Linked DNA regions of Mus musculus: all the other regions are linked to region 2. The links are chromatin contacts, called in public promoter capture Hi-C maps. All regions are on one chromosome and are shown on one strand. The core of a region is the stretch at or near the end of the contact, and the rest is flanking DNA. Distances in the headings are between cores, read along the strand shown. Region 1 holds the start of Inafm2 (InaF motif containing 2). Region 2 holds the start of Ell3 (elongation factor RNA polymerase II-like 3). Region 3 holds the start of Bmf (BCL2 modifying factor).

Evidence for each region. Promoter capture Hi-C pulls out the DNA fragments that hold promoters and counts their contacts.
Region 1: a contact with region 2 is called in a promoter capture Hi-C map of pre-B cells, with 2.5 times the contacts expected there. The contact joins the promoter of Inafm2 here to the promoter of Ell3 in region 2. A contact is called at or near these places in 2 of 39 promoter capture datasets (liver and pre-B cells) and 1 of 9 other capture datasets (liver).
Region 3: a promoter capture Hi-C map of pre-B cells shows a contact between it and region 2, with 3 times the contacts expected there. The contact joins the promoter of Bmf here to the promoter of Ell3 in region 2. A contact is called at or near these places in 2 of 39 promoter capture datasets (liver and pre-B cells) and 1 of 9 other capture datasets (adipose tissue).

What each region holds. Positions count from the first base shown.
Region 1 is chr2:118,743,173-118,747,415 of GRCm38.p6, forward strand. Inafm2 (InaF motif containing 2) reads left to right here and starts at 2,586. Exons shown (of 1, transcript NM_001301269.1): 1 at 2,586-4,243. The coding sequence starts at 2,943. The coding sequence ends at 3,401.
Region 2 is chr2:121,440,151-121,444,060 of GRCm38.p6, forward strand. It overlaps Ell3 (elongation factor RNA polymerase II-like 3), which reads right to left and starts at 2,451. Exons shown (of 11, transcript NM_145973.2): 1 at 2,246-2,451; 2 at 1,996-2,031; 3 at 1,561-1,673; 4 at 1,277-1,463; 5 at 1,112-1,191; 6 at 946-1,021; 7 at 84-276; 8 at 1-8. The coding sequence starts at 2,377.
Region 3 is chr2:118,548,005-118,552,091 of GRCm38.p6, forward strand. It overlaps Bmf (BCL2 modifying factor), which reads right to left and starts at 1,682. Exons shown (of 5, transcript NM_138313.4): 1 at 1,536-1,682; 2 at 1,037-1,166. The coding sequence starts at 1,658.

The sequences.
Region 1 (4,243 bases), core at 1,336-3,835, 2.7 Mb before region 2:
ATACCAAGACTATAAGGTTGTGCCTCTGCTTTGATTGCTTTGAACTTTTCTAGAGGCTGAAAGGACTTCTTCAGGGAGCAGACAGCGTGGCTGCTCGGCAGAGACAGTCATTTAGCTGAGGCGGCACAGCACTCCACAGGAATGTTGTACAAGAGGCTCTAGGGTGGTTGAGGATATTCACCAAAGATGGCCTTTTGGGTCCATTCTGTCCCCAAACTTGCTTTGATTCTTGAGTTCCTGCCTAACCTTGGTGGGGGAGAGGCACTTAGAAAAGCATATTCACTTTCAGGCCACTAGGGGGCCATTTACTTGCCGGCAACAGGAATACGCTAATGGTTTCTTAATGGCTCAGGCACCAGGGAGATCAGGCTCAATTATATCTGAAAGCATTTTGAGTTCCAGGGGTAAAAGACACTATGTAAATCTAGATAATAAATAGTGCTTATTGACGACAGGTTAAAGAATCTGGCACTGTTTCATTTGGGGAAGAATAGGGAGAGGAATTGAATAAGAGCTTCAAGTACATCATTGTTTAGAATAAAGAAGGAGTGACACGTTGTTTTCCCGACTCTGCTGGGAAGCAAGCAAGAAAAAGGAAGTGTAATTTGCAGCAGAAATATGAAGAGGCAATATGGAGTGCATTCCAGAAAGGGAGTCAAGGGGGCTTTAACAAAGATTTAAGATCTTGTGTGAGATCTTAAACTGTAATTCACCTTGGGATGGTCCTACGATCAACCCCACCAGGAAGGCCAGAGAACAACTGAGAAAGGAGAAAAGGACATTTGATTGCAATTTTTGGACTTTAATACTACAGGCCACCTTCAAGACCTGCTCTGGCTGCTCCAGAACAGTACCCCGTCCCGCCCCCACCCCTGTGTGTGTCTCTCTCTCATACACACACACACACACACCACCACCACCACCACCACCACCACCACCACCACCACCACCTATCAATCCACAGAAGCCCATAAACACTAAACTCTCAATGTCCTTGTAATATCTCAGAAATTAAAAAGGCACGGTTTGCCAGGCAGTGGTGGCGCATGCCTTTAATCCCACACTTGGGAGGCAGAGGCAGGTGGATTTCGGAGTCCGAGGCCAGCCTGGTCTACAGAGTGAGTTCCAGGACAGCCAGGGCTACACAGAGAAATCCTGTCTCGAAAAACCAAACCAACCAACCAAACAAACAAAAAACAAACAAACAAAAGGCTCCTTGAAATAGTATTGGGTGGCCCATTGCTAGAGACACAGCCCCACCTGAGCCTCCAACCAGGACCAGATTAGAAACTTGTGGTTCGAAGCCCACTAGTACACTGCATTCTGGTAGCGCTTCCATGGGATGGAAAATTTGGGGAAGGGCTTGGATAAGGAAAGTCAAAGTCAAAGGAAAGGGAGAAGTGGAAAGGGCAGAGGGAGTCCTGCCCAAGAGGTTAGAAGTCAGTGGGGCCCTCGCAGAGGCCACGCCCCACCCCAACTACATCAGGACCACAGACCTTTCTCCTACTCAGACTCATAGTTCTCTAATCCACTGAGACATCCAGGCTGCTCACAAAGACAGTTTTGGGAACACAGGGAGAGTCAAGCAAGAGGCACCCAGAAATCAATCGCGGTGAATTACAAAGAGGAAATAGGGATGAAACAAGCAAAGGGGAAGAGGGTGAAAGTATAGAAAGGGTGGTACTAAGAGTCCCTGCGTGCAGAGGGGTGGCCGGCATCCAAAGGGCCCTAAGAGCAAAAAGGCTGAAGCCTGGAAGGAACAAGCCTCAATGGGAAAAGACAGTTCTCTACATCCTGGGGTTGAAGAGAATCAAAGAATGAAAACGCTGGGAGATGTCCTCCACCAGTTCAGTGCAGCCCCTTGGGTACAATTCGAGACCAGTCCTGAAAGTCAGAAGACCAGAAAGTAGGACCTGAGACCTGTTGTGGGATTTGAGATTATGCTGGCAGGTCAGCCTAAGAAACAAACTCAACCTTTGGCTCTTGTCCCTGTGGCTCACAGTAGTCTGACTCAAGGGTCCTAAGAGGACCCAATCAGGCAAGATTCGAGTGGTCTCGGAGTCCAGACCAACAGAAAAAAGGAAGCGAGACTGACTGCGGTGTGCGGGCGCCAGGTTCCCAGACCCGAACCAGGCTCTTTGGGGTGAAGGGATCTGGGACACTATCCCCTCACTATTCTAGAGCTACCCGAGAGCACAAGCTTAGTGTTAGCTCCACTTCGGAGACCCGGTGTAGGTGGGCCTGGTTAGTTCTCCCACCTACCATCTCCTAGCCTGGGCCATGTGAGGAGACGCCTGAGTTGACAGCTTTCTACGGAGCCTGCCCCTCCCTGCCACCTCCCGGTTCCGCACTCCCTCCCGCAAAGTGCCTTTCCCCCTTTAAAGAAGCTCCTGTCGCCCCTTTAAGGCCCAGCCTCCCTTAACTCTCTCTTAACTGGGCGTCCCCCACGGGGCCCACGATTCCCCGCCGCAGCCGCCTCCCAGCGCGGCACTTCCGGGCCCCTACATCGCCCTTTTAAGGGGCAGCCCCCCGGCAGCGCGCGGCCCCGCCCCCTGCACCGGCGCGCCCCGCGGGGGAGCCGGGCTAGAGCCGGAGCGCGCGGTCCGCGCGGCCACTGGAGACCAGGCGGCCGGCGGCCGGGCAGGCGGCGGCAGCGGCAGCGGATGGGGACGCGGAGTCGGGCGGCTGTGGCTGTGGCGGCGGCCGGGAAGCAGCTGGCGGGCCGGCGGCGGCGGCGGCGCTGGCGGCGGTGACGGGCCCAGGCCCCGGCGGCGGCAGCGACGCGGTGGCGGGCTGCGGGCGGGCGGCGTGAGGAGCAGCGGCGGAGCGCGGGGCCGCCGGGAAGCCAGGGCGCCGAGACGCCCCCTGCCCAGTCCTCGCAGGCCGCCAGGCCCCCTCCAGCCGGGGCCGTGGAGCACCGGGGCAAAGGCCGGGGCCCCCCCATGAAGGAGCGCGACGCGGCCCCGGCCGAGCGGGGCAAGCCGGCCACCTACACCGGGGACAAGAAGGCGAAGATGGCGGCCAAGACCAACAAGAAGTGGGTCCGGCTAGCCACGGTGTTCGCCTACGTGCTCTCCGTGTCGCTGGCCGCCATCGTACTGGCCGTCTACTACAGTCTCATCTGGCAGCCGGTGGGTGCCGGGACCTCGGGGGGAGCCGTCGGCCCGCCCCCCAGCGGCTCCAACACCACCGGCCCGTCTGGGACTTCGGGGGTGGCGGCGGGGCCCAACACCACCGGGTCGTCCCGCCGCGAGGCGCCACGCGACGCACCCCCGCTGCAGGCGGCGAGGCCGGCGCCCCCGGAGCCCGCTGCAGACAGCCCCCTGGCTGGGCCGCTCGAACGGCCGCGGGGGCTGGACGAGGACGAAGAGGAAGCGGCCGAAGAGCCCCGGAGTCGTTGAATCTCTCCGCGTTGGGGACGGTCGGGAATCATCGTCCCCTAAGCCCCCAAGCAGGACTTTGCAGCAGGACCGGCTCCGGAGCCCGCCGGAGTGACCCCTACGCGAGCGTACGCCCCCACACACCTCAGCGATCGCCAGTTTGCCCCGGGAGCCGGTAATGCACAACCGGATCTTCAGCCAAGGGACCACGATTCGCCGGGGACTCGGGGTTTGATCTTCCCAGCACCGTGCTGCGCCAGGGCCCTGAGCCATAAGGGGAACTGGGGGGGAGGGTGGAGAGAGCCTAGCACCCAGCCCTTCAGCGCTGCTAGCTCTGGTGTTTCCTAAACGCAGGGGGTGACTCGGGCGCCCCCTCCCCAAGACTCAGGGGAAGGTAGGGAGTTGTGTAGGGGCTCTTTTTTTTTTTTTTTTTTAAATAAGCCGAGGCTCTCCCAAAGAAGAGAGCACCAAAAGTAGCGGAGCTCAGGTACGTCAACCTAGTTGCAGTGGCCAGACATGCGTTTAATTTATAGATCCCTGTATATAGTTGTTGACATATGCACTAGACGCTATAATCACATAGAACTCTATGTATCTCCCCACAGCCTGGGTAGCTACTGAATGGTGGGGTCCAGCAAGGGCTATTTGCTGGCCTTCAAACTGCACTTAGCCAGAAGGGCACAAACACAAGCTTTTTTTTTTTTTTCTTTTCCATCACCCACTCTTTCACCTGTTCCCTTCCTGTTTCAGAAAGATAAGTTCCTGACGTTCTTGCACAAGAGTATAATCATTCTTAGACCCCTACCATGGCCGTGGAAAAACCTTAGCAATAGAGACTGTTTAGGGAGGGTGGGGAATGTGCT
Region 2 (3,910 bases), core at 1,201-3,700:
TTCAGAGGCTAGGAAGGAAGCAAGAAAACAAGTAATTCTTGGTCCTTTTTCCATGAGTATTTACCCTCCTCTCATCAGTTCACCTGATGGAGCTGAGAGGCTCTGCTCAAGCCTGGAATCTCCATCTTCATCTCCCTCTTCATCTTCATCTTGGCCCCAGTCTTCTCCCTCTTGTGAGTCCTGATTTGCTAGCCCTTGTAGTGGACTTGAGGCTAGAGGCAGAGCTCTGAGCCTCTTTTCCTCTGGTTCTTCAGTGGTTATAGGTGCTGAACGTTTCTGTTGGGGGAAAAAATATGTATAACAAACAACAAGCTAGAAGGTTCTTTGGTCAAAAACTGCTATCCCATCAGCTCCTAGGTTTAAGACTTAGCCTAATTTTTAAAGAGTATTCTTTTGTATGTGCTGGTATGCACACATGTGGAAGACACGGGGTATCCTCCATTGTTCTCTGCCTTACTCTTTTAAGGTCTCTCACTAAACTGAAAGCTGGTTTTCCTAGGCTGGCTGGGTCCTAGGTACATAGGTGCTGGGATTCAGACTAAGTTCAAACCTTATGCTTGCACTCACTTGATAAGTCATCTCTCCAGCCTTTTTGTTTGTTTTGTTTTGTTTGAGACCAGTCCTTAGGTAGGTAGTCCAGGCAGGCTGGCCTCATACTCATGCTGTGCAGCAGAGCATAGCCCTATCCTCCTATCTCTGGAGACCTTCAGATTATAAGCATGGGCCAGATTTTATGCTGTATCAGTACTGTGTCAACCCAAGATTCACCCTGCCTTTTAAACTACTCTTTGAACAGCTCTTGCCTCTCTGGACATCTCAGCACTCAGAAAGCAGGGACAGGTGAAAGGAGTTTGAGGCCAGTCAGTGCTACATAAGGAGCTCCCAGGCATGCCAGGATTACACAGTGAGAACCGACTCCAAAAAGAGACTAAAGTCCTTGCTTACCTTGTCCAGGCGTTTCTGGCTAGCAGGGGAAAGCAGGGACTGATCAGGCTCTCTGCTTGGAAGATAAGTGTGGTTCCTAGGATTTTTGGAAGGAATGGGAGAGGCCAAGGTGAGAGCTTATTAAAGAAATGTAAGGGTAGAGAGGAGACCCAGCCTGTCTCAGTACCTCATTTCCCATTGTGCCATGGGCTCACTGGAGGATCCTGGGAGTGACTGTTCATGGTGGCTTGCCAGTGGGTCAGACACCTGTCAGGGGAAGTTATAGGAAAACTTGGCTCCCTGGACCTGGGTGTCCCACCTTATGATGACTACCTGCTGTTTCTAGTCTCACCTCATCTGGTGCCAGCTGGGGATGGCCTTCAGGTTCGTCTCCAGTGTCCTGCCAGCTCTCAGACTCTCTGGTACCTTCAGTCAGGTGTTCCTGAGCTAACAGTGGAGCTGGGATAGTATCCATGGCTGCCCAAATAGTGAGTCGCTCTCTAAGGGAGCCCAGGCAGTGGAGACAGTTCGGCCCAGATCTTGAAAGAAGAGTGGGAAAGACAATAGAAAAATGAGTTGGAGATCTTCTGAACACTTCTTCCCATTTCCTGCAAACTTCTCTTACCTTGTCCTTACCTGCCTAAGCGTTGGTACACAAGGTCCAAGCCACCATTAGTGCCCTCTTGGCCACACTGGGATACTATGAAGGAGAAAAGGCAGGACCATCCCGGGCCTGGAAACCTTAGGTACTGGGGTAGGGAATGGTAAACCCAGTTAAGCCGGCCCCTCTTCCTCCTGTCCATGCCACTCCTCCCCAAACAATTCTAAGACTGAAGACAAATCCCCAAGGGGCTCGTTAGCACACCAGGTGCAGCTGGTTCAGAGTTCCCCCAAGAGGCTGAGACTGCACAGTCTCCTGGGACCACAGCCCCACATCTTCATAGGGTTTAGTTCTCATAACTTGCTCAGACTGTGACCTCTGGCAAGCTCCGGCCCAGAGCTCACCTTCCTGGAGCCCACGCTTACGCTCTCTCACCCCCAACCTCCCTCGCACATCCGGCCAGCACTTACCCCTCGGTGGCCTTGGAAAGCGATCACTGGCCGTACCTGCAGGAAGAGCCCAAACACCAGCTGAACACAAAGGAAGCAAAGTCCCCAGGATCGAGGAGGCTGGGGACACCTGCCTGGCCGGCTTCACTTGGAGGCGGGGGGACTGGAATCTGAAAACCCGCACAACCCCAAGTCCCTTCTCCAGCATAGCCTTGGGAGGCCAAGGTCTGGTTGGCCGGGAAGGGAAGAAGGGGCCGGGGGCCAGTCTCACCTGTTGCTGCTGACACTCTTGCAATGCCCGCAGCGCCGCCTCGTTGAGCCTTAGCATCAGGAGGCTGGTCCGAGCAGCGGGGGTGAAGAGGAGCCGCATTTTCCCACTCAGAGCTTCCTGGGTCCCCTCCATGGTGCCAAAGTCGCGCACATGCAGAACCGGGACCACAGGTGAGGGCCACCTCTGCTGTGCAAGCCTAGGCTGGCACTCCCGCCCTCCGGGTCTGTCCCGCCCTCCACCATGACCCCACCCCCGGCACCGCCCCAAAGTTTCCCTGGCCTTGTGGGCGGTACCTCACTCACCTCAGCTGCTGGCCAGAACCCAAGCGGTTTCTTCTTGATTTGGCTTGGGCAGTATTGGACACTATGAGGAGCATTCCAGGTCTAATGAGAAAGGATCTGCTTCGAGGGTCTGACCTGTCACCCAGGATGTCTTGTTCTGCCTCAGTTTTCCCAGTTTCCCCATTCTGGATTCAAAATCGTTGTCTTTAAGTAAAAGCTGAACCTGAAACCACTTGAGGGTTTCAGTCTCACAGGGGAGGGAATCGAGACTGGTTGATAGTCGGATTGAGTCATTTATGCCTCCGAGGCCCCGAAGTACCTAAGGGACCAGAGGATGGCAGACCCCAAGAGGGACCAGTGCAATCCTTTTTCTTTTTCCGCCCGAGTTGCTGCGTCTGCTGAGGCGGATCCCAATTTGGTTTCTAAAAGGGACTTGATGAGGCTGTAAGGCCAGGTGGGTGGGTGCCTCGCAGATTTGGAAGTCTGGCTATCTGGGACTGGAGCCAAGCCTATCGGTGGATGGGGGTGTGGGGCGGGCGTAGTTGTGGCAATAAATAAATAAATAAAATAATAAATCAGAGAGCAGAAAGCCGTAACTCACTCCCAGGTGTTACTATGTAGCCTAATAAACATAAGAGAAAGTGGCGAAACCACAGCTGGCTCCTTTAAAGGCACTCTCCCCTCCTCTTTGAGTCTTTTGTTTTTTCTTTTAGACAGGGTTTCATTCACTATGTAGATCACTCTTGCTGAACTCACTAGCAATTCTCCTGCCTATATTTCCCAAATGCTAGGATTACATGTGTTAGCCTCTACTCTTGACTAAAAGGTGCCTGCAAGTTTCCCAGCAGGGCTACAGATCCTATGGTTTTGAGACCCCCACCCCCACCCCACCCCACCCCACCCCCGACAAATCTCAGGCCAGTGTTTCCTGTCTTTATTTATTTGTGTTTGGTTATGTCTCTCAGACTCTCTTATCTCCTTTTTTCCTAACTGGGATCGAATAACTGGGATATATATTTTATATTAGTGTGTGTGTGTGTGTGTGTGTGTGTGTGTGTGTGTGTGTGTAATTCCAAGTGATTTTAATGCTGTTCATCTCAAAACAAATAATTTGTCTAAACCCATTGAACAATGCACTCAGAACATGTACAATATGTGTATAAGAACAATACACTCCTATATGCAGGGAAATATTCGCAGTAATGCTGATTTTTGTTTGTTTGTTTGTTGTTGTTGTTTTTCGAGACAGGGTTTCTCTGTATAGCCCTGGCTGTCCTGGAACTCACTTTGTAGACCAGGCTGGCCTTGAACTCAGAAATCCGCCTGCCTCTGCCTCCCGAGTGCTGGGATTAAAGGCATGCGCCACCACGGCCAGGCTTACTGA
Region 3 (4,087 bases), core at 432-2,931, 2.9 Mb before region 2:
AGCTCATGAAATTCTGCACTTGGAGTCACCCGGCAGCTTGAACTTCCAAGCTGACCTCGCCTGAGTTAGGGCCCCTGGGGCAACCAGAAGCATCAACAAGCACCTGAATGGTTAAGGAGATGCAAGGACAAATTTTGTCATCATCAGACTGCTGGGGATTCCAGGGAGTTCCGATCCCCACTTTATTGCCTTTGAAAGACAAGCCAAGTAGTTTGTGGGGCTAAGTCTTTACAGAAATCTCAGTTAGGTTCAGAAACCTTACTTTCCCAAATGCAAGCTCTGTGAGGTTCTTACTTCAACCCTCAAGCCTTACCCCATCCCACCCCTGAGCTATCCGTAGTCCTGTGCCCTCTTCCCTGGAGAATGACTCCATGCCTGCTATTGTTCCGATAGGAAAGGGGTAACTCCAGCGTAAAGTTTCCAGATGAAAGGACCAAGAGATGTCACCTAGCAGTGCTTCTTCTGTCCTTCAACCTCTTCTTTGCAGTGTGGCTATCCCAACCAAAGTAGGGACTCTCCAGAGCCAATCACAAGCAGGAGTCATTGTCTTGGTGTTTCTTTTGAAGCCTATCACTCCCCTCCCCCTCCCAGCAAAGCCCCAAAGTTCAACCCTTGCCTAGACTGGACAGTGGGGGAGGTGCAGCCAGAGGGTGTGGCTCTGAAAACGCGGAGGACCCCCCCCCACTTTGCACAAGAACTGCAGGTGGCTCTCCAGTTAGTGTGAACCTCGGAGGGGCTCTGGGCAAAGTCAAAAGTAAACTGGGGAAGAGTGGAGACCCTCAGCTTCCCTGAGCTAAAGTGGTAAAGTCCAGACTGATAGGAAGAGGGCACTTCCTGAGAGCACCGCCAGGGAATGCTTTATTCCTAGCAAAGGTCTTAAAGTCCGCTGGAGCCATCGCAGAACTTCGGCGATCCAACTAGGATGCTCAATATAAACTCCTCCTCTTAGGAGTTAGCACTAGCCAGATACCTTGAACTCAATAGTGGCTAAGATCTCAGGACACACGCGCACGCACATGCACACACGCACACACACCTGGGTGACTCCAGGACAGCGTCTCAGCCTCCGAGTTGTGATGCCAGGGCTCTGCGCCAGGGTCCAGGGTGAAGAACACTCGGGGGGCTTGGTGCCCACACTCGATTGGGAAGAAGGGGGCAAACTCCAGCTGTTAAGAAGAGGAGCCTTCAGACTCCGCAGGGAGGCAAAATGCACCACAACTTACGGCCCCACCCCACAGTTACACCCGGAGGCCAGAGCGTCCGGGAGCTTGGCAGTGGACCCCAGGATCATTTGCTCACCTACTTTTAACTCCGAATTCCAAATGCTTCCCGAAAGCCCCTCTTGGAGCAGCAACCACAAATTTGTGCTCTGCACCTCGTTCCCACATCCCTGCACCCCAACTCCCCGTGGTCACCCCAGATGCCCGCAGTCCAAACCCTTCCCCGGGCCCCCACGCGCTGCGCGACTCCGCTCCCCACTTCCCGGAGGAGGTACGATCCAACTCCGCCTAGCCCCCCGCCGCCCGGGCGCTCACCGGGCTGCGGTGGGAGGCGGTGGCGCGGGCTGCGGCAGCGACTGCTGCAGGCGCGAGCTGGCGCGGGAGGAGGCCACGGCACACCGCGCGGTATTGTTTCCAAAATACGCCCGCTCCGGGCATCCCGCAAACAGCTGATGAGGCCCCGCCCCTCTTTGCGTCACTCCAACCACTGACCAATGGCAAGTGGAGGTCCAAGTCTCAAGCTGGGCAGCTGCCAGGGACAATCACCAATGTACAAACCTTCCCTTGGAAACATTATAAGGGGCCGGGCGCATTTCTGACCTCCGTCAGAAGCGCAATTGGAGCGCTGTAGAGGGTGAGGATTCGGTTCCTAATGCAAGCCCCAGAAACGACAGAGAGTCCCTAGGTTTTCTACTAGGTAGTGGGGGGACAAGACGCCTAAGTGACTTTTGTCTACTTGGAAATGGGCTGAGTTATTGCAGGACTTCCAAAAAGCCGGCTCAGGAGGAGACTGGGAGTTTTCAGACGCGCCTTGTAATATATAGCGGAAAAAAAAAAAAACCGAGCTGCTGGTCCCTAATAAAAAAAAAGCAAAACAAATAAAAAACCAAAACAAAAAACTGCCCTCTTTCCTGTTGGGCGTGTCTGAGGAAAGCTGGAGGAGAACACGTGTGTCTGCATCTAGAACCAAATGACATTCGGATCCATCAAGTGCAAAGAAAGGCCATGTCCTCTCTTCTAGACTGTGGAAGATCACTGTTGAAAAAAGGACTCTAGCAGAGGGGAAATCAAAGGGGTAGCTCGGACAGCCCTATCTATGGCAGCAGCAGAAGGCTGTTCTTGGACTGCTAAGAAAGCAAAACGCATCTCGTGTACTATGGCCAATCTAGGGATGACTCCACATTTTTTTGAACACCTACTATGTGCCAGGTCCTGGTCTAAGTGCTAGACTTCTGGTGCCTGACCTCAATGAACCGATACTTCACATGTGAATGATGGAAACCAGCTTGAATGGTGCTATTTTAGGGATAATAAGCAAAGATTTTTGAGTCGGGCCTTGAAGAATGGGGAATATTTCACTAAATAAAAACCAAATAAAACAGTCCTGACCCAGAGAGGTCAGGGAGCTAGAATAAAGTACTTAACATGTCTGGAAAGCAAGATCAGCTGCACGCCCCCCCCGTCCCCCCTCCCCCCCATCAAGCTCTCTGGCATCTTCACTATGATTTAGGATGTGAGGGTATGGGCAGGTAGATTCAGGTCAGATTGCAGAGGTGCCCCCTGGAATACCAGGCTGAGGAGTCTGTATTTTTTAAAAGTAATTTGTTAATTTTTATTTTATGTGCGTTAGTGTTTCGCCTGTATGTATGTCTTTGTGACAGCGTGTCATCCGGAACCAGAGTTACAGACAGCTATGAACTGCCGTGTGAGTTCTTGGAATTGAACCTGGGTCCTCTGGAAGAGCAACCAGTGCTTTTAACCACTGAGCCATCTCTTCAGCCCCAAGGAATTACTTTATAGAGGACTGGTAGCAAAGATTTTACAGAAGATGAATTTTGGGGAAAACTGAGTGGGGAGGCAGAAATCAGTGAAAGGAACAGAGCCCTGCCACAACCTAAATGAGCTGCAATAGAGACACGGGCAAAGCAGAGAAGCTGGGCTTAGTTACAGTCTCTACTTACAGTCTGCTCTAAGATACAAGCTGGCTGGATCTGGGGCTCCCAGACTCAATTGTCTTTGGCTATTTTTTGTTTTAAAATTTTTATTTATTTACTTTGGTTTCTTTCTTTCTGTTTTTCTTTTTTAATTGTTTTTAGATATATTTATTTTTACTTTATTCGTGTGGGTGTTTTGCCTTCATGCATGTGTGTGTACCAGGTGTGTGCCTGATGCCCAAGGGGACTATAAGAGGGGGTGGAATCTCCTGAAATTGGAGTTAAGGATGGGTGTGAGCCACCATGTGGGTGCTGAGAACCAAACACTAGTCCTCTGCAAGAGCAACAAGCGAACTTCACTGCAGAGCCCCCCCCCTTTTTTTTGAGATAGTGCCTTGTGTGTACCAGGCTGACCTCAAACTCTGTATGTAGACAATGATGACCTTCTGCCTCCAGCTCCCAAAAGCTGGGATTGCAGCCCTGCACCCTCCTGCCAGGCTCCTGGGCTTTTACTGTCTATTATTTTCTTTGTTCTCTCAAAACCATCTGAAAGAAGAGTGAAGCAGGCCCGCAGAGGGCTGTGCTCTGCGGTTGCTCCTGTAAGAAAATGCTAATCCCAGAGTACAGGAATGAGGGGAAAGACAAAGGGAAGGGTCAAGTAGGATTGGCCAGTAGCCCAAGCCTGCCAGGAGTTGATAGCTGTCCAACAAGAGATGCTGGAGCCAAAGGGAGGTACATTATCCTTCCAGGAGGCTTGGCCAAGTGAGAATGTCAGAGGGTCAGGGTGACCTTGGACCCATGTAGCTCAGCAAAGCATGAGGAAGCCACCTCTGCTCCTCATGCACTGAACTCCTTCCGTCCCTTCCCTTCATTCTCACCATTGGTGTTCCACTTGGGCCTGTGCCTAAGGCGGCTCAAGTGCATCTCTTGGGG